Linked DNA regions of Mus musculus: regions 1, 2 and 3 are each linked to region 4. Evidence: chromatin contacts called from public Hi-C and HiChIP or PLAC-seq data. All regions are on one chromosome and are shown on one strand. Each heading gives the region's core, a stretch centred on a gene start, on an enhancer-like site or on the middle of the called end of the contact. The rest is flanking DNA. Distances are from core to core; before and after follow the strand shown. Region 1 holds the start of Casp7 (caspase 7). Region 2 holds the start of Ccdc186 (coiled-coil domain containing 186). Region 3 overlaps Ccdc186 (coiled-coil domain containing 186). Region 4 overlaps Nhlrc2 (NHL repeat containing 2).

Region 1 (7,268 bases), core at 4,525-7,024, 190 kb before region 4:
CACCAAAGTATAACACTGTGGTCCAGACTGCAACTTCCACGTTCCAGGGTCTAGAATAAGGCCTGTCCTTGGTGCTCATTAGAGCTAGTAAGCTAATGTAAGAAACGTCATGCTTACACCAAGATGCCCACAGAGGCTAGATCTGAAGTCCTAGGCAATGCTAAGACCTCAGACAGATGTGTACATGTCCCACCCATAGCATGCAACATGCCACAGCCAATTGATCTCAAGAGGGAACAGCGTCTCAGTATTGCCAAATATTCTCATTTTTCCACGGAAGCCAGAGATCTGGATTTACACATGAAATTTCCTTTTTAAAAAAATGTAAATGGAGCACTGGGAGTGAAAACTATTAAACAGGGTGGTTAGCACTTTTCTATAAGAATATCAGTTTGTGACCTTGGGCCTTGCTTCTTGGAGATAAGGCTGGGTGTGGGGAAGTCAGCCAGAGCGGAGGAAGCTGCATAGCAAGAAGCAGAGACTGGGGTGGGGCTAGGGCAGTGTCTCACTAAGCAGAGGTTGGGGTGGGGCCAGAGGCTGCCCTCTCCTTGCTCAGAGGGACTCAAAGCAGGAACTCCAGGTTCAGCTCCTCCCCACAGAGCAACCACCCTCCTGGTAGCAGGATTGTCCCCAGCCCGAGCAATGGGGACAAACTTGGGGTGCTCCACTGTGCACCAGAGTTCTCAAGCCTGACTTGGAAGTTAGCTGGGAGCCCCGAAACCATGAGAAGGAATCACTTTCACTTATCAGAAAAACCTAAAAGCATTTGTACCTTTGGCAAAAGCCAACTGTGCCCTATGGCTGCTCCAGGTTCTCCGTCCACTTACCAAAACAAGGATTGCTGAAGGGAAAGGTATTTAGTTTGATTTGTACCAGAGCTTCTGTTTCCTGAGATACTGAAAGTTGGGGACAGCACAGAGAATGAGGAGTGTGACAATCTAAGGGTGTAGAAGTAAATGCCTATTGCAGGACAGACAGATGTCCCTTAACTGACAGATGCTATGTTTTAAGCATGTCCTCCAAAGTCTATGTCCTAGAAATTCTATCTCCAGTGTCACAATACTTGGAGACGGACAGGGCCTGAGTAGCAATCAGTGGATCGATGTCACCAAGGAGACATGGAGGTGTCCCCTCCTTCCCTGCTCCTTCTTGTTCTCATCCCATCTGCCAAGGCATGACACAGCAGGAAGTCCTTCCCAGGGTCATACTCTCAGCCAGCCTGCTCTCCAGAGGTATGAGCCAAATGCTGCTCATCATGAGCTGCTGAACCTTGGGTGTTATTATAGCTGTAGGAACAGGGTAAGACAATAGGGTGGGCACTCAGCCCAAAACATGGCTCTCTACTTTTCTTTCTTGGTGCAAGCTCTGGCTCCTTGGCTCCAGGATTATATCAGGGCCACCAAGCCAAGGAGCACAGGGGTTCCTCTGACCTCTGAGAGTGGTTCCAATAATATGGGCCTTAGCCTCGGTTTTCCAGAAAACAGAAGCTGAGGCAAAGGCCTGTGTTGAAGAAGGTATTTGGGAGAGTACTTTAAGGAATCGGAGTGAGAAGGCAGGAAACAGGACGGGGTAGGTGTGTGAGGTTGGTCCTCAAGGAAACCAACATTTGTGTCTAAAGTGCTCGGGACCAGAAGGATTCAGGTTTCTGCTTATATTTTAGTTTGGATATTTACATATATTAGGAGAATAAGTCATATATATGTATATATATATATATATATATATATATATATGAAAATCATGTTTCATATCTACCCTAATACACAGCCAGATAATAATTTTATGCATATCATTAATAATTGTGTATATGAAGCAAAGTTTCCTGGTCTGGAATCTTCCACTGGTAGCTTCATGGTGGTGCTCACAAAGTTTTGGATTTCAGGGACACTTAACCCTAAAAAGTGCATTAGCCTGGCGATCTCCATCTTTTGGGGGTCGGGGGAGGAATCTCCTGTGTTAAGTAGCTTTTCATTGCTGTGAGGAGTATCCGAGAGGAGGAAAGATTTACATTGACCTGGAGTATCAGAGAATTCCTTCCATGGCTCGAAGACTCCACTGCTTTGGACCCAAGAGGAAGTGGAAATGGGTTAACGAGTGCATGGTGGGGAGAGCGGCTCACCTCACCACAACCAGCAAGTGTCAGAAGTCAGAGGAAAGGGCCAGAAAACTGACACATCCTCTGTCTTAGTGGCTTTCACACCATGACCAAAGCGAGTTTAAAACTAAAGCATTTAATTGGGCTCTTACAGCTCCAGAGGGTTAGAGTCCATGACAGAGACAGAAACCGAGAGACGGAGAGAGACAGAGAGACACAGAGAATATGCTAACTGGGAAAGGGGGCTTTTGAGATCTCCAGGCACTCACATGGGCCCTTATCTGCACCTCTTACCAGGGCAAAGGCTAGGCTGGATTACAGCCACGGTGGCCTTAGTTTACTGCCTCAGAGACCCCCAGCTTGGAGAGCTCAGTGGTTAACAATTCGTACTGCTCCTGCAGAGGACCTGAGTTTGGTTCCCAGCATCTACACTGACTGACAGCTCAAACCTCCTATAACTCCAGCTCCAGGGAGAATTTGTGAGACTCTAATGGACTCCAAGGGCGCCTGTACATGTGTGCATGCAAGTGCATGTGTGCAGGTACACATGCACACACACACACACACACACACACACACACACACACACACAATTAAAAAGTAAATATCATTTTTTAAAAAGACACCATCTCCAGATGAAGATGGTTCGGAGGTTCGCATTTCAGCATCAGAGCAACTACTGTGCAACACAAAGCCCATGATAGCAGACCCAATGTTGAGATGTAATGGACCATCACAACACACTGCAGCTCACAGAGCTGAAGGAAGGGGCTCGTCCCCAGTTTATTTCCTGTTGCTTTGATAAAACACAGACCAATCCAACACAGGGGAGGTCAGAGCTTTCTAGGCTCACACATCCAGGTCACAGCCCATCACAGAGGGAAGGCAGGGCAGGAAAGGAAGCAGAAACCTGAGGACAGGAACTGAAGCAGACGCCATGGAGGATTGCTGCTTACTGGTTTCCTTCCTGCGTCTGTTCAGCTAGCTCTTTACAACAATTACGCCATCTGCCTGGGGGCAGACCACCCTTGGTGGGTTAGCTGTCCCTCAGCTGAAGTTCTTAGTTGACAATAAGGAACAGCTATCATAGGGACAAAGAAAAATCTCAAGTCTCCTCTGCTCTCCTCGGGCTGAGGTTCAGACCTGGACGGAGAGGTGGACCTGAGGCTCAGTAGGGATGCAGTAGAACTTTCTAGAAGTTCCTTCTCTACATCTCCTCAGCAGCTGACACTGTAGGTACCAGACAGAGCAGGTCTTGGGGAGAGGTCTCTGCTGGGAGAGCACTTCAAGAGGATGATACCAAAGGAAATTACTAAGTGCAGGTGGGCTATGGGATCCTGCCACTGAGTGTCCACTGCTTCTGCAGGATGCAAGAAGGACAGAGACTACAAGCAAAACTTCCCATTGTGGAAAGTCTCTTTGGCTCCCCACACTTAATCCATGGTCCTAACACTGGCATAGGAAAACTACTCAAAGGGCCCGAGTGAATTTTCACACAGCAGTCAGAATACATGTGGAGTTGAGAGGCAACATGAATTCCTTCTGTAGGAAAAGAAAGGATTCTGCCTGGGCCCTGCTCCCTTGCTCCTCAACCAGCAGAAGGCTGTTGGCATCTCAATAAGGGGCCTGAGTTTGGGTCTGGGTCTGTGGGTACAGACAACGGCACTTCTGCTAATCTCGGGGTATCTCTATACTAGAGTCCTGTGTAGTTACAGCCTTAGCTGTTTGTGGACTGTTAGATTGAGAACAGTCGCTCTGGTACCCACAGGGGTGAGGTGTGGGCAGGTGTGCCCTGTAGGTAGGCACGGAAACTTACTGGCAAGCCTGGCTACCGGAGGAGGCTAGAGACAGAGTCTAGAGAGATGAGGCCAGGAGCAGTTATGAGCTCAGCCCCAGGGAAACCACCTGATAGATAAGGCTGGTGGAGGTCTTAGGAGGAAGATTCCGATACACACTTACTATAGACCATATGCTTAGTGCGGTCACATGGCTGGGAACAGGGGTATAACTTAGCGAAGCTTCTTCTCTCCAAAGCCCTGGGGTTAAGCCATAACACCAAAGCTGGGGAGACCTAGGAGAGACATTCAGGAGAGAAATCACTTGCATTTAAGGTGTCAGTACAATATTACAGAGCGGAAGCTGCCATGGGTCTCTTCCCTTCTGTGCTTCCAGAAGTTTAAGAGTCGGTACTGTAATGATCCAGGCTGGGAGCAAGTAAGTGGATGTTCTCACGCCGACCCACAAGCAAGAACAGACAAGAGGTTTCCTGTGGTGCCGCCCTGCCTCTCCATCTGCGTGAGGGATGGATTCCTGTGTGCGGATGCGCCACGCATGCCACAGCACAGGCAAACCTTCTTGTGGATAGAACATCACTGTCCAGGCAACAGGACCCTGGTGCTGTCAGGTGGGCAGCTTCTCACATTCCTCACCACCAAATAAGTAGAGATTGGTTGTTAAATGTTCCACGTTTTAGGACTACCCTGGAAAAAGTCATGGTTTACACAAAGATAAATTATAGTGGAGATAGGATTTCTTCATTTTTCAAAGGACTGTCAGTTTTAAAAAGCAAATCACCATAGCGTGAGCCATGGCTTACCCCAACATTTGCCTCCACAGTTCAGGGACACTAGCATTATTAAATAAGAAGGAGGGCAGGCATATTAAGAATTGAAAGTGCCCATACTGGCTGAGATTCTAGAGTTAGTGCTAAAACTCTGGGGTTCAAGAAAAACCATGCTAGCAAATAAAATAGCCTTGATGGCTCCGGAGACCTGTAGGTCTGAGAATCGAGTATCTCTGGCGTTTTCACAAAGTTCTCTCACATAGCTTGCTTCAGTGTGAGTGAATGAGCTGTTCTGAGAACTCTAGGTGGAGGGGAGGAATTGGAAGCGTCTACAGATGGAAGCCCAGATCTGTCTGTCTGTCTGTCTGTGTCGAAGATGACATGAACAGGAACCCATGTTAGCTCACTGTCTGCTTCCTCAAACCTAGTGCCTGACACGGGAGGTAGCACACATGGATGATGATTTTGGCGCAATATCCGTGCAAGCTGGGTTTGGGAGGTATAAACGTGTTTAAGACAAAGTTCGCCCCCCTCCCCAACAACGTCTGGGAAGACATCAGACTAAAGCGACTGGTGGTGCACAGTATCTGGTCGAGAAGCAGCTTGTGTTAGGAAAAAGGTAAAAAACAAAAACAGAACGAGACAGGTGCCCCATCGCGGAGAGCAAGTCAGAATTTTGGGTCCATCTGCTGGGTAGACAGTTTTGTAGAATGCGTTCTCAGTGGAACTTTTGACGTTTACAGTTTTAGAGTCTCTTAGTACTCCTCTCTGGTGAGCGCGGGGAAATTTGCATATGTGGCATAGAGGAGGGGACAGGGATAGCCCCAATTTGCAGGGCCGCTCTCCTCCCGTGCCGGTGACGCTTGCCAACTTCGCAGAGGTCTGGACCAAGCGCGCAGTCATATTTTCAGAGAACTTAACAGATTTGCAGCAGGTAGCCCGGGGTCACGGTCACTTTTCTGGCTGGCAGTTTTGCAGAGCCCGCCAGTTCTGTAGGGAGCGCTCTATCTGCCCAGTTCCTGCAGCCGCAGGGGTCGCCCAAACGTCGCAGAGGGGGGGACGCAGCACGTGGGCGGCGAGGGCTTCCCGCGCGAGCTTCCCGCGCGAGCTTCTCCCGCGGCGGGCTCCGTAGCGCGCGTTCCCGCTCGCCCCCAGCTTTCCCGGGCTGCAGGCACAGCCCCGTCCGGCCCGCCCGCTCCTCCCCCTCCGCCTCTGGGACTTTTGCTTTCAGTTTTCCCAAAGCTGCCCTCGACCCTTGCGGAGGACGGACGCTGCCGTGGGCTCCTGGCCGCCGCCGTGGGAACGGTAACTTGGGCCGCCATCGCGGCTTTCCCTCCCCTCTTCCGCGAGCTCCTTCCTCCCGCGCGTCCCCGCCCAGAGTCCCCCTCCCTCCCGCAGGCTCGCAGAACTTGCTTGCAGGGCGCTGTGGCGCGGAAGGCTCTCCAACATGCCTGGCCATCGCCCGCTTTGCTCGGCACGGCGGTCCCTTGGTCTTCTGGACCAGGGTCTCACGACATCCGGTGCCATTCCGGATGTAACAGGGAAGAAAGAGCGGGTGTAGGGCAGTAGATGTGGTTGTTTGAACCCGCAAGGACTACCTTGTCAGACCGGGAACTTAGGCGCTGCCGGGTCCATTTAATGGGAATCTTGGGCGGTTCTGGTGGCTTGTGCTCAGGGAAAGAGGGAGTTAGGTGCATAGGTCTTTAACCTAGGCGAAGTGTGCTTGAAACACTCTTTCTTGTCTGGGGACCCTTGCATCGGGACTCTTAGACTCTTACAGTGACTTAAGACTGGTGAAAAACTGGCAAGCGACACTTGTCAGTATGAGCTCCAGGCGACACCTCACCTTTACTCCTTGGCCTTTCGGGTTTATGGGGAAGTAAGTTTATTAGTAGGCACAGGCGGTGTTTGTAAGCAGTTCACAGGCCTTTCTCTTGAGCTGAGATAACTGATAAGGCCCTGGTTTTCTGTTGACAAGCTGTTTCTTCCTTCAGATTTTGGCCAGCGTAACCTTACACCCCTGTCCATATTGTTAAAGCCTAGCATTACAATCTGCCACTCTGCAACCTCCTATAGGACATGGGCAAAGTCTCTAGTTCCCTCATGGTGTGAACCTCAGGTGACACTGATGGGTTGGGTGGCAGCCTCGGGACTTTTTCACTTAAGGAAGTATGCATTTGGGCAGGAGGTGAGCCTGTTCAATGTTGCTGTGTTTGGGAAGCAGGCAGCCTGTTTCCTCAGGAAGACCCACCTCAATCAACTTGCTTAGCCTGCTTTCTCTTGCTGGGATAAACACCATGACCATAGAGAGGAAAGGCTTTATTTCATTTGACGACTTCAGGTCACAGTCTGTCATTGAGGGAAGTCGAGGCAGGAGCCTGGAGGCAGGAAATCTGATTACTCACTCAGCTACCATTAGTACACAGCCTGTGGATGGTACCACTACAGTGGGCTGGGCCCTCCCCTCCCACACCAGCCATTGGTCAAGGCACTTCCCTATAGACATAGCCACAGGCCATTGTGATCTGGGCAATTCCTCAAGTGAGATTTCCTGTTCCCTGGTGATATTAGGCTGTGTCAACTTGACCAAAAAAAAAAAAAAAAAAAAAA
Region 2 (6,708 bases), core at 2,066-4,565, 230 kb after region 4:
AAATCCAGTTGAATAATCTTAGTTCAAATATTTTTTATAATTTTTAGATTTTGCACCACTCCGCCGCCCCCCAATAATTCTAGCTGTAGACCCACCCTTCTCTAGTATGCATTGACATATGCAACCGAGGCTTGGGAGATCACTTATTTAAGTCAATAAAATGGTTTCCTGTCCTTTGTAAGAAAATATAAATACTTTAAGACAGTCTTTGCATATTTCCCAAGGGGTTTGAAAGTAGCATAACTAAAGTCACTTCCTTTCCTTTCCTATCAGCTCTAGCAAAATTCTGGCCCGTCATCTCAAGTCAAAAGTAAAAAATCAAAAAGCATCCAATCAGTATCTCCTCATAATCCCTAAATAGTAAATGCTGACACACTTTGCTAGATTAAGCTTTTAAACTAAAATAACAAAGCAGAGAAACAGAAGAGAAGCTGTGTAAGAAATACTAGTCAGTCACATTTCCCGGATGCAAAGAGCCGGGACTGGGGTTTCACAGAAGGCAAGCTTGCCTAGACCCAGTCTTACTTTAAGAGGAGAAAGCTAAGACTGTTGTTTCAAAGATCTCTAGAACTGGTTCTCCAAGAAGGAAGACTTCAGAGTCAGCATCAAGCCCAACTACAGTTTGAATGTACTAAGTTGCCTCAGCTCTCTAACGGTCACACAGACGGCACACAGCCCACAGCTGCTCCTGTCTTCTTGAGTTTCCCCTACTGTATCTTCAGTGAGACACTGGATAGCTGATATCTTGCAGCAGTAACACTCTCACCTCTGAAACAGGCAACCATGGTTTGGGTACTTTAGACTCTAAAATGGCTTTTAAAGTATTGAGGCATAACATTAATACAGAACTCTACCTTGAAGCGACTTGTACAGAATGTATCAACTGCAATAAAGTCTGAGAAAAACGTAAGTACTTTTATTTAACCGTTCTTTCAAAAAAATCTGAAAATGGGGCTGGAGAGATGGCTCAGCGGTTAAGAGCACTGACTGCTCTTGCAGAGATCCTGAGTTCAGTTCCCAGCAACCACATGGTGGCTCACAACCATCTATAATGGGATCTGATGCCCTCTTCTGGTGTGTCTGAAGACAGTGACAGTCTACTGATATATATATAAAATAAATCTTTAAAAAAAATATGAAAACCAAATATCAGAAAAATGAATTCAATTAAATAGAATTTCTACATTTACTAAAAGAGTTGTACTTATGCCTGAATTTGGTTAATTTGGTAAGATTTAAGTTTTATTAAAAACAACACCTATTTAGTACTTACTACATAAGCCTACAATGAATGACCAGCTCAAGCTTTAAGAAATACACTCATGACAGTTACCATTATCCTAGAGTTTGCTTCCACTACGCTCAAGACAGTTGGCAGTATCCTAGAGTTTGCTTCTGCTCTTGGTGTCTACTGCCCCTTTACCTAATAGTTTACTTCTTGGATGCAAACTCTCCATTAAGCAAGTTCAAATAAGTTTGAAATGGTGTAAGATTACAGGAGCATTTGTAGGTCTAAATTATCTATCCTGTTGCTGCTTTTAAAATAAATACTAAATAAAACTATTGTAAATGAAGTGATGTTTATGAGAAAAATCAAAACCTGACCTTAGTCATTTAAAGACAAAAAAAATAAAAGAAAAATTTTAGTTTTATTATTAAAAACAAACAAACAAACAAAGCAGAATTTGAAGTTGAATATTCTTTCTTTACAGTGAGTTGAATGACTTTTGTAAACCAGGGTAGATGCTGTCAAACGGAAAGACAGTTTTCTCAGTGAGGCTGCCTGGGCTCCCAACCATCACAGCTTCCTCAGAGAGCTGGGCTGAGTGTTCTGTTCATCACAGTCACTTTCAGGACTGAACACACTAAGGAATCAGCAGCAGCCATGCTGCCGCACTGCACAGCATCAAAGAATAAGTCTTTGGTTCCTGTGTGAAGGAACTAAAGGTTTATGAGTGCCCCTTCTTCTACCACTCAGGATTTCAGTCTGGAAAAAAAAAAAAAAATCAGACTGGGAAATGTCACCCTTACTCCATGGAACCTGTTCTCAATCAAACACCTTAAGTTTCTATTGTTTTAAATTAGAAAAGGCCTTCAAAAAAACTAAACACAGTCCCTGTGTCTTCTGGTAGCCTTCCAAAGTCATACTTACCTATTACCCTGTACAAAGGAGAAGGAAGGCCTTGGTGCAACAGTACAAGATTATGGCCTGCCCAAAATCTGCACATGGGAACATGGGAAGACCAAAAAGGAACCATAAAAGAAGTAGGCCAATCATTACTGTTGTTTCATTTGTGTAACCATTAATTAACGAAGAGCTAAAAAGTAGCTGCACACGGTGGACTTGATACACAAGACGCATCCGTTTCAGTATCACTTGTCTCTGGGTCCTTAATCTCCTTCACAATTAAGTGCACAAAGGCCACATCCACGCTAATAAACCTAACACTTAACAGACCGATTTTCCTTGGGATGGCTGGCTACACGTGCACTTTGAAACACTGTCATAACTGATTTGTTTCATCTTTTCCTCAGACAAGCACCCTGTGTACCACTTCAGAAGAAAGGAAAAGGCTGGGACATCAAAGGACCGTGCGTGACACTGGGTCTGAGACATCTTTTCTGGTTCGCTGTCATATTTTTTTACTGTAGTCTTTTCTGACTCTAACCCAGGTGTTCTGCGTACAAACCCGAGTCTCCTCTCTAAATAACAATCAAGATGTGAATATTGTAACAAGTTACGAATTGTTGGCAGCTGAGCCATCATTCTCCCCGCGCGCTGTTTCCCTGGGATTGCTACTTTGAGGATAGGTAGAAGGGGAGAGAGAAATCTGAAATGGTTTCCCTACCAAGGTGAAAATATATGAAAATACATCGGGATCTTTGGAAAAGCCGAACGCTGCGGACCGCGTCCCCGGAGATACCGCGCTGGTGCGGCGGGGGAGCGGCCGCGCCTCCGGGCACAGCCCCCCGAGGGCCCCGCCAGCCCCGTCACGTCCACGCGCGGAGTTGCGTACAGCCCGGGGCTACCACCCCGTCACGTCCACGCGCGCAGACCAGCGCTCCCCGAGCGCGCCCGTCCCGGACGCCCCTCGGCCACTCACCGTCCGTCGTCCAGCCCCGGGCCGCACCCTAGCGAGGCCGATGGAGCTCCGGCTCCAGGGCCGACGAACCCATGGCGGCGTGTAGCCGACGCGGAGTGGGTGAGGAAGTCACGCGCGGAGACCACTGCAGATCCCGGGCTCTCAGCGGAGGTTTTCCCCCAAAACCCCTGCGGAGCTGACACATCAACAAAGATGGCGGCGACGCCTAAGCCGGCGCGGCTACAGCTGAGGGGGCGGGGCTCCCTGAACGAGCCAATCAGCGCGGCGCGGACCGCGTGACGTTAAGCACCTGGAGGCGGGCGTGGTTTTCGAGGCGCCGCCTCCAGTCCTCGCGGTTTCTAGAGGCCCCGCCCAGCATCTCCGTGCCACCTCCACTTAAGCCCAAGGAGGCTGTAGCAGGCTGTTGTTGTCCGGTTGGGCCACTCTTTCCCTTTCCCGTCCCAAGCCGGTGCTTTCTATCGGAAGGAAGTTGCCATCTTTTTTTCTTCACCCTTTGGCCGGTCATCTAATGAGTCAGTGGCATAAAGTAATAAAAGAGAACTAGAGATTGTGGCTTCCCGGTTCTGATGGTGCAAACTTTGCGCTGCCTGTGGGTGAGCCAAGTCCGCAGGAGCAGCTGACTTGGGCATGCGAGCTTCATCTCTGGGAGAGAGCTCTGCAGGGTTTCCATAATAATAATTGACCTGGGATCTCCAAGTGGCACCGAGTGCCATTGTTTACTAGTAAGCTTGTTAGTGTGCTCCACGCAGAGGACCTAAGCCTGCCTGGGCTGCGTAACCCATCCGGTTGCATGGTTGCACGCAGGTTGTATATTATAGTGACTAAGCCCAGTTGGAGGAGGTAGGGAAGGTGAGCAGTTTTAGTCTGGAGGTTTTGCAAACCACCTCTGTCCGGAGAAAAGATGTGTTAAAGTTCTGGGCCGTGTAGACAGTTGTAAGTGAAAATAGTTAAGACTCGTCTTCAGTGGCAAGTTTGTAAATCCAAGCATATTACTGTTAAATTACTTTCATAATTGCTGAGGAGGAAAATCTTCAATGTGGTATATTACTAACCCTCTGTCTTTTTTTAATCAGAAAATGACAACTCCCTCCTCAAATTATGGTAATGTATTACAGTACGTTTTACAATTAAGGTGCGGTGGTGACTTGAATAGACTCATGTATTTGAATGCTTGGCCCATAGGAAGTGGCACTATTAGGAGGTGTAGCCTTGTTGGACAGGGTATGTCATTGTGGAGGAAGGCTTTGAGCTCTCATATAAATGCTTGAGCTACACCCAGTGTGAGACATATTCGGTCTCCTCCTTGCTGCCTTCCAATCAAGAGGTAGAGCTCTCTGCTCTTTGTCTCTAACCCTAACCCTCAACCCCCTGCACACTGCTGTGCGTCCCAGCGTGATAATAATGGACTAAACCTCTGAACCTGTAAAACCAGCCTTGATTAAATGTTGTCTTTTATAAGAGTTGCCTTGGTGTGAAGAGTGTCAATTCACAGAAATGAGACCCTAACTATGGGTTGAGCCGGGAGTAGTGGCTTACAATGGTTATCCAGGCATTTGGGAGGTGCAAGTAGGAACCACTTAGGGTTTAGCCTGCAGGAGACCCTTTTCCTAAATGCATACGTATATACATACATGCATGCATTCATACAGACATACATAGGTTTTCTTACTTTGAAAAGAATGGCTGGACTTTAAACATTCCTAGTAAGGTATGTTATCCCAAAAGGAGGGAAGACACACTGAGTTGTTTATCTGTTCATATTGTTAGAAGTAACATTAGCATTATTTCTGAAATGTACTTCAGAACTTATAACTGGTAAGAAAATGTATTAAGCATGTCTGGGAAACTAATTTTTTAAATCATAAGAGAGAAGAAATACAGGTGTAAAACCAAAGAGATGAGATGGAAACGCTGCAATCTGAAGTGGAAACGCTAAGGGTTCTTTGGAACGTGCTGGATGGTGTTCTGCTGGGGCAAACACATGAAGGAGTGTTCCGTTAAAGTGGACACAGGCATGAAAGGCTAAGTGAAGGAATGTTTCCCTGAAGCAGACACAGGAGAGGATGCTAAAGCAAAGGCTGGGGCCTGGCTGTCTCTGCTAGGTCGTGCCACCGCTGCTGATTTCCTGCTTGCTATCCTGACTCCACTGAACTGAACTGCTGGTGTGTCTGTGAAGTGTTTGCACGTGGATCGAGCTGCTGCTGTCTTTGAACTGTGAAGTGAACTGATGATTTCCTGACAACACAGATGGGAGTTGCTCCAAAGAACCTTTCTAAACAGGTCCACTCTCCCCCCACAACCCCCATATCCTTTCTTTTCCACTAACTCTGGTGGGTGGTGGGCTCCAAGGGAGGCTAAAGTGTTTAAGAGCCATCATTAAAAATCGGTTTTGAACAAGCTAAAGTTACAGCAATCCTACATTTGGATTTAGAAATATCACGATGAAATTGGAGATTTATTTTTTTCATGGAGAAGTCGGTGCTACAATATTTGCCTTAGCATGGGGGAAGGCCTGGAATTCAGTCCTGGGGGTGATGGGTGACTACTGAAAAGAATCCCAACAGCCTAACGCACACCCTTACTCTCCACATCTCTATTTTCCACCAAAGAGCCTGGACTGAAAAGTTACAAGGCGTGGCTACGAGTTTGGAGCAAGAAGTGTGTAAAATAGCGTAGGACATATTCTGTTCAGAGGTGGGGCATAACGACTTTCTCCTCTATCACATTGTGTGGAAAGGGGGAAACTTTACGGGGCAGAAATGTAATAAATGTCAGTCATATGATGACGCCTGTTATTCATTATTGTGAATCATGTTCATAAAATGTATCAGACAGTATCCTACAATAAAAGTGTGACTTTGCCTCTGTAGTCTTCCAAACAACTCATACTCCATTCCTATCAAGTGCATCAGACAAACCCCAGGACCAGGAGGATGCTTCCAAAAGCCTCCTCGGTGCTCCTGGAAGCTGTCAATCAGGAGAAACTGCCTTGGCTATGGGAAGATAGCTAAATGTGATGTTAGATTCTGGCTAAAAAGATGTATAGAAGCAGGGCAGGAATCCGAACAAATCATGGGCTTCGTTAATAACAGCAGTTTCAAACATGTTTGTTTTAGGAGAAACTGATTGTAACCTCACCAATGAGAACTCTTCTTTTTCTATATTCTAGAAATTAATAAAAATGAAGAAAAGATAATGACCGGCATGATAGCTGAAGGAAAAGAGAGAAAAAGAAATTAAAAAAGGAAGGACATGACTGCTCCTAGGTATGGTGTAGTAGGAGGTTTATTATAGACATGAGGGAGAGCAGAGACAGAGACATCTAAGAGAGTCCAGAGGGAACCTGACCCTGACCTGGGTTCTGTGAGGAGCCGGGGAGAGGGAGAGCCAGGAGAGAAAAGGGTAGACAAAAGCCTGGAGAACCAACATGGCCAGATTATATAGGGAAAGGCAGCTGGGGGAAGAGCAGCCCAGACCCTGGGCTGGAGAAGTTTAGGGGTTGGGGGTGGGGTATGCCAGTCATACCCTGTAACAGGTAGGGACTGAGGGATGCTGGGAGAACCTATCAGCCAGGTCCAATTTGATATATTAAATAGGCACTCAA
Region 3 (6,246 bases), core at 1,868-4,367, 210 kb after region 4:
ATCTTATGAAAGGCTTCACCACCTGAGGATTTTAGTATCCAGTGAGTGCCCTGGAACCAAAGGAGAATTGTTGATATGCACCGGATGCTATATATGGATGGCTAGCTCATCATTTAGGTTAACATGGAAGTGAGTCCACATGCAGGCCTCTATGGATAAAATACAAATCTAAACTCCAGGCACTGCACAGAATGCAAAAGTGGTAGGTAAAAAATGGGTGAGAAGTCTCACATAGCCCAAGTCAGACAGGAACTCTGGCAAAAAGCAGGAAGTAAACACGCAGTAAGTACACTCTCCACACTATAGCTACGCGTACCTTCTGATCGTCAGCCTCGAAACACAACAAAGCAGATAACTACTTCTGAACTAGCCATGGCCACTGCTAACTACGCCCTCCTTACCTGATGAACTCGAGCGACTTCCCATACTGCTAATGTCTTTATCGTGGTTTCCATTCTCAGTCTGCTCTAACTTTCTCCGAGCTATTAAAAAGAAAAAAAGAAATCAATTACTTGTGACAGTTGTAATGACCATTTCCCATGCCGTCTGACATTAATTGCTAATGCCACTTGGGCAAAAATGGCATGGACCACAAGATGGCAAAAGTGGCATGGACACTGGTCCTTGCTATACATTTTAGAACACTTGAGGCGCCATTCATATAAAATGACATTTGGAAATGGACAGACTACATAGGAAACAAAGACAACTTCTTAGAGCTGCACTTTCAAGTGAGCTTATGTTCAGACTTCAGCTTGTGGAGCTTTAGGCATGGAGTGCCTTCTCAGTTTCAGAAATCTCTCCCCAACACACCTTCAGTTACACACCTAAGAACAGGGCTGGAGCAGAGGCTAAGAGCACTGACTGCTCTTCCAGAAGACCCAGGTTCAGTTCCTAGCACCCACATGGTGGCCCACAACCATCTCTCACTCCAGTTCCACAGGCCCTGACACCTTCCTCTGGAGTCTGTGTGCAGCAGGCATGCTGGCTAGACACCACATTCATAAAAATGCATCTTTAAAAAAATTGTGAGCTGTTTTAGCAAATATCTAACTATAGTCACATTAAGTAACCCCAGGTCTCATTTCTTACTACATTTTTTCCTATTTAACCCAGAGTAGGGCATACAGATAGAAAGTTGATGTATCTGTCTTTTTCACACTAACATACGGCAGATATTCAAAAGCCATTATGAGTTTGTGGTTTTGTTTTTTCCTCCTTCTTTTTCACGACAGGGTCTTTCCTGGAACTCACTCTATAAACCAGTCTGAGCTGAACTCACAGAGATCCTCCCATTTCTACCTCCCAGGTAAAGGGATCCAGCACCACACCCGACAGCTTTTTTTTTTTTTTTTTTAAGAAAGGGTCATATGTAGCTGGGCGGTGGTGGTGCACGCCTTTAATCCCAGCACTCGGGAGGCAGAGGCAGGCGGATTTCTGAGTTCGAGGCCAGCCTGGTCTACAAAGTGAGTTCCAGGACAGCCAGGGCTACACAGAGAAACTCTGTCTGGAAAAAACAGACAAGCAAGCAAGGGTCCTATGTGAGCAGCCGGCCTTGAACCCACCGTGTACTGTGATGACTTTCATCCCCTGCTGTGATTACAGTGTGTAAGTTTATATGAATTCTTAACCAGGAGAAATCGGATTCCAATTTCAGTGATTAGTGGCTATGCTGGCCAGCTGTCCGATAGTTCACAGTCCTTCTGAGATGTTTCCCGAGACGCAGTGATCAGTAAGTGAGAGCTTGGGACTCAATCACCTCATAGGCACGTGCAGAGGGGAACATTAGAAGTGTTTTCTAGATTGCATTTTAAAGGCAGACCTTTCTTATGTTTTCTAAAACACCTAATTTATATTTTAAATATAAAAATAAATGAATTCTACAAAAAAAATTAAAACAGAACAAAACAAAAAAACCACTTACACAACTTTTGCAGGTAGCAGAATACAAGGTAAAGGGTTCAGAGCTGCTGAGGGCAGCCGTTCACTCTGTGGCTTCAGCATGGGAAGCACACTCACACAACTGCAAGCTTAGCAAGCTTAGTAATCTAGTCTGTGGATAAGTGAGAAAGAGCATACAGGCTGGGCACAGTGGCACACTCCTTTATTCCTAACAGTGAGGCAGGAGGGTGAGGCAGAAAACTGGGTGTGTGAAGTGAGGAGCAAGCTCTGCCTCCAGGATAACAACAAAAGCCGAGCGAGCAAGCGAGCGAGCCTAAGAGAAAGCCAGCCAAGCACACACCTGAGGTATGTGGGGGCACACACCTGAGGTATGTGGGGGCACACACCTGAGGTATGTGGGGGCACACACCTGAGGTATGTGGGGGCACACACCTGAGGTATGTGGGGGCACACACCTGAGGTATGTGGGGGCACACACCTGAGGTATGTGGGGGCACACACCTGAGGTATGTGGGGGCACACACCTGAGGTATGTGGGGGCACACACCTGAGGTATGTGGGGGCACACACCTGAGGTATGTGGGGGCACACACCTGAGGTATGTGGGGGCACACACCTGAGGTATGTGGGGCACACACCTGAGGTATGTGGGGGCACACACCTGAGGTATGTGGGGGCACACACCTGAGGTATGTGGGGGCACACACCTGAGGTATGTGGGGGCACACACCTGAGGTATGTGGGGGCACACACCTGAGGTATGTGGGGCACACACCTGAGGTATGTGGGGCACACAGACAGACAGCAGCGCACCTCACCAGAGCTCTGAGACAGACAAGCAACACAGGAGTACCTTGCTGAAGCTGCTTGCTGAGGTCCTTGACGTTAGAGGCGTGTTTGCGCCTCTGCGTCACTAACTCATCTTTCAGCTCTTCCACCTGGGTACTCAAGGCTTTGACTTCGGTCTGCGCAGCAGAAAGCTCAGCTTGCAGAGTCTGTACTTCCTCTTTTCGAAGCTCTTCCTCTTTGAGCAACTTGCTCTCCTGAATAGTAAGTGTGATAAAGTTGAAAAGAAAACCAACAGTTGATTTCTTTTTAAATCTTAATTTTTGCTCAGTTTAAAAACGTAAAAGTATAGCTAATGGAGGAGACTCTTCTGCAAACCCCTTCGCAGGCTCTGCCGGTGAGCTCCTCCCACCATCTTCACCCAGCGGCAAACAGGTCAGAGACCACCAATGGCGTGATGTTGTGTGTGGATATAGCTGCAATCTAAGTCTCTGAATGTTGTGACTCCAGTCAGGAATGACAGAAATCATTGTTCTTTATTTTTTCAAAGTGGAATATTCTTTATCATTTAATTAAAAAAAATCTATTATAAGAATTACAGCCATTAAACAAAAAGCATATATTTTTACAACATGTAAAATGATCAGATATCACTAGAAGAATCTAAAATTAATTATCACTTGTACTTTGATGATTAGAGAAATTCAATCTTGCTATGTTGGTCTAGTGACTAAATCTGAGTATTGGAGTTAGGAATGGTGGCTGCTCTTCTAGGGGACAAGGCTACGATGCCCTGTGCTGGCCTCCGCACTGCTATGTGGTACACAGACATACATGCAAACAAAATGCCAATTAAGAGGAGGGGGGTAAGGGGGGGAGGAGGAAAGAAGGAAGAAGGGAAGGAAGAGGAAGGAGAAGGGAGGAAGGAGGAGAAGGGAGGAAGGAGGAGAAGGGAAGGAAGAGGAAGGAGAAGGGAGGAAGGAGGAAGGGGAGGAGAGGAAGGAGGAGAAGGGAAGGAAGAGGAAGGAGAAGGGAGGAAGGAGGAGAAGGGAGGAAGGGAGGAAGGAGGAGAAGGAGGGAGGAAGGAGAAGGGAGGAAGGAGGAGAAGGGAGGAAGGAGGAAGGAGGAAGGAGAAGGAGGAGGAAGAGGAGGAGGAGCGGAGGAAGAATGAAATGTGTGCCTACACTCACCAGATTACGGTTAGCCTGTCCCATCTGCTGGCACTGGCTTTGCAGCTGGCTCTCAGTACAGGACAGGTTGTCCACCTGGGACTGCAGAGCGCTGGACTCAGACTGCAGCTGCGCGTTCTTACTCGTGAGCTTTTCTGTGAAAAGCAGGAGCTCAGACTCCCTTTTCCTGCTGCCTTCAATGTCTTTCTGGAGGTCATTGATCAAAGAATTAAGGCTTTCCATTTCTTCTTTCAAATGTTCAATTTCTTGTTTACCACTACAAAACAAAGTTTATATTTAAGGAAAATTAAGTAAGCTATTAAAAATCATTACACTAACACTGTGGGAATGCTCACTTAAGGGAATATTTACTTGTAGTCATTCATCCATCCATGACATCATCATCGTCGGCTTCGTGTTACGGGAAGAGCTGTGAGGGTGAGTGAGAAAGGCTCATGTGGCAGGGCCCTGCTCTGAGAGCCTCTAGTGACCAGTGATGAGAATGAGCAGGCAGGGTGCCTAAGCTCAGGAAGAGTGACCACCGTCCCACACAAGGGCAGGCAGTACGCAGAACAGGCTTCTAAGCCAGGCTTGCATCTCACTGCTGGAGTTCTTTGCCTCAGTTGTACTTTGTGAAGACAGCCACAGTCAGAACTCAATGGGAACCTATGCTCTAAAAGGCCTTCCATTTACAAGGCTGGAGAGATGGCTCAGTGGTTAAGAGCACTGGCTACTCATTCAGAGGACCCAGGTTTGGTTTGCAGGCAAACATCCATACACACACTTTAAAAAAAAAAAAATAACTGACAAGAGATAAAGGAATAATCACGAAAGCTGAAGAAGGAAAAAGGCACTGGACCCCACAGCAGACGTGGAAAGAATAATCCAATTCAGACTAGAAGCATTTCTTGCACAATGGCAGTAGGGAATGGTTGTAGAAACCAGCAGCAGCTCAAAGCCCTTAATCACATGAGAGCAGAGAGAACGCTGGTCGCCCCAGAAGAGACACACCAGGAAGACAGAGGTCTAGAAAGGAGAGGTGGCTGGTCTCTGGCGTCCTTACTGAGGACGGTGATTGTGAGGGTGAGAACCTTTTTTCAGCAGCACTCGGGTGGCTGCCTGGAGATGGACAGCAAGGACAATAGAAGTTAACCCTGAGTCCAGGCTCTACTATATGACATCATGAACCAAGTTTAAACGATGCTGGGACATCACAGAATGACATTCGCTCTGACCTCAAGGCTCGCACACAAAGTTAAGGAGCCAGGTGCAGACTCACGCTTCCCATTTGAGGAGAGACTGTGAAGCCACAGAACAGATAAACCAAATCCACCCCACCTATGCATGGTTCCTGTCAGTGCTTATGAAATAGAAACTTTGATTTGACTTTTAGAAGCCGTGACAGGAGTTCAAAGACACAAACTGAAGAATTGTTAACTGGAAGAATTATGAGAATTGCTCCTGTTTGATACAGTATTGTACTCAGAGACACCATCTTAAACACCACTCATTTCATACCTTTGAAGCTGCTCATGTAACTGATCTGTGATTTTCACCTTGTCCAGTAAATTCTGAATTTCAGATTTCTGTCGATTGATAATTTCCCTGTACTTTGATAACTCATCTTCCGTTCTTAAGCGTTCATCTTCTAGACATTTCGCCTGTGAAATGATCACAGTCAAGCTAAGCACAGACCGCCGTGCTCCATATGAACTCTCTCAGACAGGGCAGACACAGGAGTAACCTGAGACAAGTGCTGCAGGAGCTGCTGTGAGGAGACAGGAAGCTGCTGTCCTTATCTCAACGACAACAACTCCCCTGTGTTCAACTGCAGTGAACACCTGACACAACAGGACAGACATGGCAGACACTCGGTACTGTGCTGTGGTCTCAAGTCATGGTGCCTGCACAAAACCCTACTTCTAGATAAGCGACTGGCACGTGGAGCCAGCGTGTAAGTCCTAAGAGGGAGATTACTCTGACCACAGATTATTCACTAACATTGTTAGAAACTACTATTAAATACAGTCAGAAGGAGTATTTTGGGTCTGCCAACGACATAAGGGTGCTGTAAGGTCCACCCATTCTGCCAACTGCTCTGCTGTCCTTAGCTCCAAAGCCCAGATGTTCCAGGTGCAGATGCTGAAGTGTGCCATGAGCAAGGATGCATGGCAAGCACTTCCAGTGACTAACATAACCTCAGCTCAGCAAGAGTCAGTGGCAGTGCAAATGCTAAAGAAAATGCTAGTCTTTTCCTAAGTTCTTTTATTTTGAAAGATTTCTAAGCATTGCTTTCTGAACACCTTAAAAAGCAGAGTAAACTAAGAGTGTTCATCCCACCTGAGTTAGGAGTGAGGAACTGCTTACCTTCGTTCTCAATGTCCGTAGC
Region 4 (6,931 bases), core at 1,744-4,243:
CAGGTGAAGAAACTGCAGCCAGGATTCAGACCCTGAACTATTTGGCTCCTCGATCATAGAAAGGATGCTTTGAGTCCTCTTGTGTCAAAGGCCATCATCACACCAGGTGCTTAATTTAATTCCATTGAGAGCAAATTAGGAGAGCCTAGTAGTGGGCTTCAAACTGTAATTGTCTACAGTTCTCTGTGTATTAGTCTAAACACGTTATGGGATAAATATAGGCTTTGGAATATCGTGAGTGGGAAACATTCCAGACGTTGTAAAAGTACGACCCATTCGTGCCTTTGTTTATTTCGCTTACTGAAGCTTTTCTGTTACTCTGTTGTTCATTTCCTTGGTTAATAATACCTTTATCTAATCAGGAACTTGAACTCATTCCCATGGTTTGATATGATCATCGTAGGTTGTTTCTGTTGAACTGGCATGTACTGGGTCCTAGACAGTACCTTTATAATCTTCGATTTGTGATGGTTTTAACACAAGTAAGCAGTTGTAAACATTGTGCATTGTGGATACTGTGTGTTGTAGTACAGTAGTAGTCAGTGCTTATTATCGAATTAACAAACGTGAGGGAGACATTGTGTCCTACTCTTTACCCTCAGTGCCATCTGCTCCAGGCTGTTGAGTTTGTAGATCTATTATGCTTGCCTAATGCAACATGCTCTAAAGGTAAGATCCAGATTCATGAAATAATGATCATGGCTGACATTTGAGTACTGCTGCCTGTAAGCAGTTCTCATCTGAATGTCATTATATCTGAAATAATGGAATATTTTATTAGCTTAGATGACATAGTCATTTTAGCAGTCCCAGAGAGTAGCCCTAGAATAACTGATGAAGTGATGTGTGTTAAAAATTAATTGTGCAGGCCTTTTGATCTCCTTTTAAAGTGATAAAGCAGAGACTGAGTCCCCAGAACATGGGCAGCAGAATCCCCGTTGGTAGCACTTACATCTGCAGGCACGGTTGTGTGAAGGAAGCACACTGAGGTACTTCCTGCTGCAGAGCAGTTGAGAACAGAGAGCGGATCAGCACACCATGACTGAGGCGTTGTTGCTCTCAGCCTGGCTTGGGCCCAGAGTTCAGTTCCTTCCTTTGCTGGCTAGTTGACCTGGCATGCTAGCTTCCCTGTGCTTGGGCACTCATCTGGAGTGGGACTTGCTAACAGTACCTATCTCAGGGGCCTTTCCAAAGTCGGGAATGGGTTTTGGAAAGCGCTCAGAGATATAGTATCCTTGATAACTTGAGAACCGTCATCATTGTACGTTGTTTCTGTTGTTACTAAATTAAAAGACATCTGAAACTTATTACTAATTAGGAACGAATACCCTTCTCATCACAAAATACTTGAAATTTAAAAAATTACAAATAAAATAATTCTGTAAGATAATGTCTTACCAGACTACTTTAGTTAAAGCGTCTCAGTTACTTCAGAGTGCCTCCTAATTAAATATGTTAACAGAATAAATCTGAGGAGCAGAGCTTTTCCCCTTATAATAAGTGTGACATCATTCAGATTTAGACAAAAATAAGATGGTAAAATTCATGGTAGTAAACAGCATATTATAATATACTGTACCCTTGGTCTGCTAAACTCCTTGAAGGATTTTAAACCAGGCCCGAGAGGTGGCTCATTTGCTGAAGGGCTTGCCGTGCAGCATGAGGATCTGAACTCAGTCTTGAGCACCCACATAAAAAGCTCGGCCTGCCTCAGAGCCCTGGGGGCTGAGATGGAGGATCCTTGGACTTTCCCAGTAGCCAGCCAGTCCAGCCAGATCAGTGAACTCTAGGTACACAGAGAACCTGTCTAGTAAGTACATAAAGCAGAGCCTGACTGAAGGAGACACAACATTGACCTCCAGCCTCCACACACACATGTGCACACTCCTACAGACACAACCCCGTAAGTATTAGAGGCTACTAGATAGTGCATTTGCAAATGACTGATCTACTTTGTGTCTGAATATCAAATCCCATGCCTTTGGTAATAAAAAGACACATTCCTTTAGCTTCTTTTTATTGTTATTTTGTTTTAACACAGGGTCTCTACTTTGTAACCCAGGCTGGCCTGGAACTTGCTATGTAGTCTAACAGGCTTCCAACTTGGGCTTCTCCTGCCTCTGCCTCTGCCTCTCTGCCTCTCTCTGCCTCTCTCTGCCTCTCTGCCCCTCTGCCCCTCTGCCCCTCTGCCCCTCTGCCCCTCTGCCTCTGCAGTACAGGAATGGGCCACCACACTCCTCTGAAATCTGCCTCTTAGCCTCTGGGACTACAGGAGTATGCTTCCACACTGCTCTTAAAAGCATCACTTCTTTTGTGGAAATTGCCAGAGTTTTCTTAGAGAATATCAGCCCATTTTTGTGTCACATAAAAAATGTTTTAATCGGTGTTTAAAAACATTGTTTCCAGAGATGCAGATTGACATACTGCTATTAAGAATGTGTGGATTTGGTTTAAGGAAATGGAAATGCTAATTGATTTAATTTTGTCATTGCACATTGTAAACATGTATTGAATTATCACCCTGTACTGCATTTAATTAAAAAAAATATGACAGCTTTGGGTTCTCATGAAACTGTTGCAGGTGAGGTGGAAGGTTTCTAGTAACACATCTTCCCTGAGGAACCGTGTTCTGAAACAGCTGATTTATAAAAACTAGTATCATCTATGGATTTCAATTCCTAAAAAGTATCATAGTAACCAGATATGTATATAATACATGCTACTTATTTTCATAAAGGTTCAGAGGTCCAAAGAAATGACATCCTGTGGATAGCCATGGCAGGGACTCATCAGATATGGGCACTCCTCCTAGACTCTGGCACACTGCCAAAGAAAAGGTAAGTGGCTGTGTCCTGGGACAGCCGTCCTCCTTAGTCCCCAGCTTCCCTGCCCAGGTCACCGTGCCAGGGTGCGCACACTCAGCCACATGGCCCAACAGGCTTCTTGCTCTCTCGAGTGGCTTCACTGGGGAGCATTGGTCTGCTCCCCAGGCCGAGGAGGCAGCTGCTGTCAGGAGCTCTGCCAGCCCTTCTGGCAGAGATAGAGAGGAGGAGGTGGTGAGTCACTAGCTGGTTCTCAAAGCTGCTGCTCAGAGGTGACATAACGTCACTTCCACTTGTATTTCATCAGCCTTAGTTAAGCCTGTGGCTGCATCTAATTTCTAAGAGCCTGGGAGGAGCCATTCTTCTGAGTGCCTAGAGAGAGAACCAGAAATGTTAGGTGGGGCTTTAATCCTTCACAACATAAACACAGTTCCTGTGTCTGCAGTCACTCCTTCAGGTGCTTCAGAGTGCTGCATGGCAGTCCTAGCTCTCCTTACTGTGGAAGCACAGGAGAGTGAGTGAGCCCCTTTACCTCTGTCATTTTCCATCATTGTATGTGTTTGTGTCACCTAGGGGATTGCTGTGTGAAGAGTTAGGATAGCATTGGCACCAGGCGGGCACGTGAGTGTGGGGAGCAGTACTTCTCCTGACTCCCCCTCCTCCCTCAGCCTCAGGCGGGGCTGGCTGCACTCCCCTTTGCTCCTCTCTTCTCTGTCTCTTGGCTCATGCCTGATTATAACTGTTTCTTCCTACTAGACTACCTCTTAAAGAAATGAGCCTGGTTCCATTTACTCAGTGTACTCGGCCCTGTGCTGTATCTGTTAGATAACAGCCCAGTAAGAGCCTATATGTAGAATAAGTAAGTGACTGAAAGTCTGTCCTGTGCCTGCGGAAGGCACTGAGCCAGGCCACTGGAGCTGCACACTGGCTTGCCCATTTGCGGTCTCACAAACCTAGGACCACTTGTTCAGGGTGGTACCACCCAAAGTGGGCGGGGCCCTTTCATGTCAATCATCAGTGACCACAAGTTTGTCCACAGGTCAGTCTGATGGACACATTCTCTGTTGACGTTCCCTCTTCTCAGACGACTCCAGTTTGTGTCAAGTTGACCAAAAGCTGACCAGAACACAGTCACAGACCACAAAGTTGTTATGTAGTAATAGGAAGTAGGTACAAGCTTACAAGCTATCACAATTATCTTTGGTTGCTTTTAGCTTTTTATGCAGTATTTCTCTGTGTAGCTCTGGCTATCCTAGAATTCACTCTGTACTCTAGACTAGCGTCAAGCTCAGATCCACCTGCCTCTACCTCCTGAGTGCTGAAATTAAAAGTGTGCACCATCACCGCCCAGCCCACTACACTCATCTTTATTTGTAGAAAGGGACAGCTGTCTAGCAAGTTCAAGACCTCCGGTGTCCAGGCACAGGTGTGGAACGCAGCTGTGTAGTGGTTTATGACAGTCACGCATCTGAAACAGCAGTTCTCAATCTGTGGGCTGTGATCCCTTTGAGACTGAATGACCCTTCATAGGGGTCACCTAAGACCATCAGAAAACACAGATATTTTCATTATGATTTACCTTAGTAATAATTACAGTTATAAAATAACAACAAAAATAAGTATATGGTTGGGAGTCACCACAACGTGAAGAACTGTATTCAAGGGTCGCAGCATTAGGGAGGTTGAGGACCACTGACATAAAATGTTCGTTGGTTCCTTTCACTAGGCACTGTGTTGGACACTAGGGATGCAGTTAGATGACCTCTGTGTTAGAAGTAAAAGGAAGACATGCCCATCCTCAGAAGAATCAGATCGGCAAACAGTGACAGTAGAGAGTGCTTGTGTCAGCAGCATCTGCGCTCCTTCATGCCGAGATCCTTAGCCAAGGGATTTGAAGTGTCATGGAGGACTTCTGTAGAGAGGTCTTCCAAGCTGAGCTGATGCTGCTGGTGTCAGTAACATCAGGTCTTGCCACACCTTGAGTCCTTTTAAGAGATCTGGACATTCCAAATGTTGTTATAGAAAGTTTTAATCTAGGAGTGAACTGATTTGATGTGTTCTTGGAAGAACCCTTCCAGCACTTAGAGTGGAGCAAGACCATTCAGGACACTCTAGCTGTCATCTAGGCAAGAGGCAGTAGTGACGTGAGCAGTTGGGTTACCAGTGGTGCATGAGGTGTGAGTACAGCAGCAGCCACAGGTCACAGCAGCTGGGATGTCCTGGCAGGGCTGCCTAAGTCTCCTTGTCAGAAGGCTCGTCGATATTTATAGTAGGAAAATGATTGCTCAAGTTACATCAGTCTGCATTTTAATTTTGTGGGTGCATTGCTACAAAGATAGTGTCTAATACAGACTTGCAGGCAGTGCTGGCCCCTAGTGCTTAGTGTCAGCTCACTGTTGCACCTCTCCTTCCCACGGGACTCTTCTCTGACGTGCTTAGACCTCTTCCCTCGCAGTAAGTGTTGCACGTGCTTCAGCAGTGTGTTACTCATCCTGTGTCCTCGCCCTTACCCGCCTTTGTGCCCCGTAGCAGTCGCGGGTGCTACTCGCACTGGACCTCTGTGTGGTGTGCCAGTGCAAGGCGGTGATCTCATGGCCTCGCCCTCTCCCTCTCTCTTGGCGCCTTGTCTTCCTTATAATCATTTTGGCATAAATTTAAAAATCAAGGTGTCAACTTCTCTGTGTTACAAAAGAAATTAGTAGGGGTCCTTTTCAGCATCTTGAGACAGAGCCCTCTGCAGTTGCAGTTGCAGCTGCCCAGAACTTGTTACAGTTGTGTGCCGCTCTGTGCTGCAGTACTTCAGGGAGGTGTTTCCTGGTGCATGTAAAAATGGGTCTTGTATAACTATTCATTTAATGCGGTCACTACGTCATTTCCTTAAAATGTTCATACTGAGAGACCTGGCTTCCTTCAATCTGCTCACTGCTTTATAGAAGACATAGACATTTTAAACGACCAAAACTAGATATTCTCTTTATTAGTAGTTCTCTTCTAGAACCTGATATTGTATGAAAGTAAGAAGTTAAAATGAGAATAAAATCATCTCATTATTATCTCATAATCTGATCATTATTGTAGTAACGTCAGGGATTTCTTACCGGGTATTAGAAAGTGATTTCAGTAGTTGGTTATTATGCTAAAGAGAAGAGAGGGCCCCCTACTTAGTAGCTCTCTCTCACCAAGAGAGAGCCTGGACAGCCGCAGCAGTGGGCAGGCAGTCCGTCACTGGTTCTGTGGATCTGTGTAACTGCTGTCATAGTCAAGTTGGTTATTTATGCCCCTTTAGTGACTCATGAACTCACCTATGAGCTTGTCTTTCAGTGACCTAAAAAAAGGAACCTGCATTCGTTTTGCTGGAAGTGGAAATGAAGAGAACCGAAACAACGCATATCCTCACAAGGCAGGCTTTGCCCAGCCGTCAGGCCTCGCTCTCGCCTCAGAAGAGCCCTGGAGCTGCCTCTTTGTGGCTGACAGTGAGAGCAGCACCGTGCGGACCGTCTCGCTGAGAGACGGAGCTGTGAAGCACCTCGTAGGCGGAGAGCGAGACCCCATGGTAAAGAACCTGTCTGTGCGCACATCCCTGAGTGAGCCATCCATGGAGTGCAGGGGTTCATTTCTGGCCTGTCTGTAATAACATGCAGTCAAAGCAGAGAGAGTGTGGCTATAAATACAGAGCTGGGCAGTGGTGGCGCATGACTTTAATCCCAGCACTTGGGAGGCAGAGGCAGGCAGATTTCTGAGTCCGAGGCCAGCCTGGTCTACAGAGAGAGTTCCAGGACAGCCAGGGCTACACAAAAGAAATACAAGTAAAGCCCTCCCTCTGAGAAAGGCGCCCACCTGACTACATACAAGCATTCAGGGGACGGGAAGAGAGTGATTGCACCGGGTTTGTGGCAGTGGGTTAGCAGGAGAACTGCACTAGATGTGAGCCTACTGTGGGCAAGACAGCATGGCAGTTAGTAGAGTGCAGAGTGAGCCTACTGTGTTCCCCATTCTCTATCGCACGCTGGAACTACTGGGAAAAGTCAGAGCTTCCCAGCTTTAGAAACACTGGAATCTTAGTTTTCACTTTACCTCCTAACAAAGCACTGAAAATTTTAATAACTGCT

What was found. Hi-C and Micro-C count contacts between places; a contact is called where the count stands out from the background. HiChIP or PLAC-seq counts read pairs in DNA pulled down with a chosen protein or histone mark.
Region 1: a contact with region 4 is called in an H3K27ac HiChIP or PLAC-seq map of acute myeloid leukemia, with 2.2 times the contacts expected there. The contact joins the promoter of Casp7 here to the enhancer-like site in region 4. A contact is called at or near these places in 7 of 39 promoter capture datasets (the 3T3-L1 cell line, 3T3-L1-derived adipocytes, the SN4741 cell line and 4 more), 1 of 115 datasets of contacts at active chromatin or transcription factors (acute myeloid leukemia) and 1 of 9 other capture datasets (adipose tissue).
Region 2: a KLF4 HiChIP or PLAC-seq map of embryonic fibroblasts shows a contact between it and region 4, with 5 read pairs. The contact joins the promoter of Ccdc186 here to the enhancer-like site in region 4. A contact is called at or near these places in 10 of 39 promoter capture datasets (the C10 cell line, the HPC-7 cell line, HPC-7-derived erythroid cells and 7 more), 5 of 115 datasets of contacts at active chromatin or transcription factors (the NIH/3T3 cell line, embryonic basal ganglia, embryonic fibroblasts and 2 more) and 3 of 9 other capture datasets (adipose tissue, liver and pancreatic islet).
Region 3: a Hi-C map of bone marrow-derived macrophages shows a contact between it and region 4, with 18 read pairs. The contact joins two enhancer-like sites. A contact is called at or near these places in 20 of 484 Hi-C or Micro-C datasets (3T3-L1-derived adipocytes, the C2C12 cell line, the G1E-ER4 cell line and 14 more), 3 of 115 datasets of contacts at active chromatin or transcription factors (embryonic fibroblasts, embryonic stem cells and microglia) and 3 of 9 other capture datasets (adipose tissue, liver and pancreatic islet).

What each region holds. Positions count from the first base shown.
Region 1 is chr19:56,391,355-56,398,622 of GRCm38.p6, forward strand. It overlaps Casp7 (caspase 7), which reads left to right and starts at 5,775. Exons shown (of 7, transcript NM_007611.2): 1 at 5,775-5,963.
Region 2 is chr19:56,818,884-56,825,591 of GRCm38.p6, forward strand. Ccdc186 (coiled-coil domain containing 186) reads right to left here and starts at 3,316. Exons shown (of 16, transcript NM_170757.2): 1 at 3,105-3,316.
Region 3 is chr19:56,794,689-56,800,934 of GRCm38.p6, forward strand. It overlaps Ccdc186 (coiled-coil domain containing 186), which reads right to left. Exons shown (of 16, transcript NM_170757.2): 9 at 6,225-6,246; 10 at 5,376-5,518; 11 at 3,879-4,134; 12 at 2,756-2,945; 13 at 402-482. Among named protein-coding and RNA genes, the nearest start is that of Ccdc186, 24 kb to the right of the region's middle. Within about 2 kb of position 3,118, at least 25 of the 459 cell types and tissues checked have an H3K27ac peak or open chromatin away from gene starts, as enhancers often do. A contact at or near this core is called in bone marrow-derived macrophages, where this site is marked.
Region 4 is chr19:56,585,433-56,592,363 of GRCm38.p6, forward strand. It overlaps Nhlrc2 (NHL repeat containing 2), which reads left to right. Exons shown (of 11, transcript NM_025811.3): 6 at 2,738-2,837; 7 at 6,144-6,375. Among named protein-coding and RNA genes, the nearest start is that of Nhlrc2, 41 kb to the left of the region's middle. Within about 2 kb of position 2,994, at least 172 of the 459 cell types and tissues checked have an H3K27ac peak or open chromatin away from gene starts, as enhancers often do. A contact at or near this core is called in the NIH/3T3 cell line, the SN4741 cell line, acute myeloid leukemia and 4 more, where this site is marked.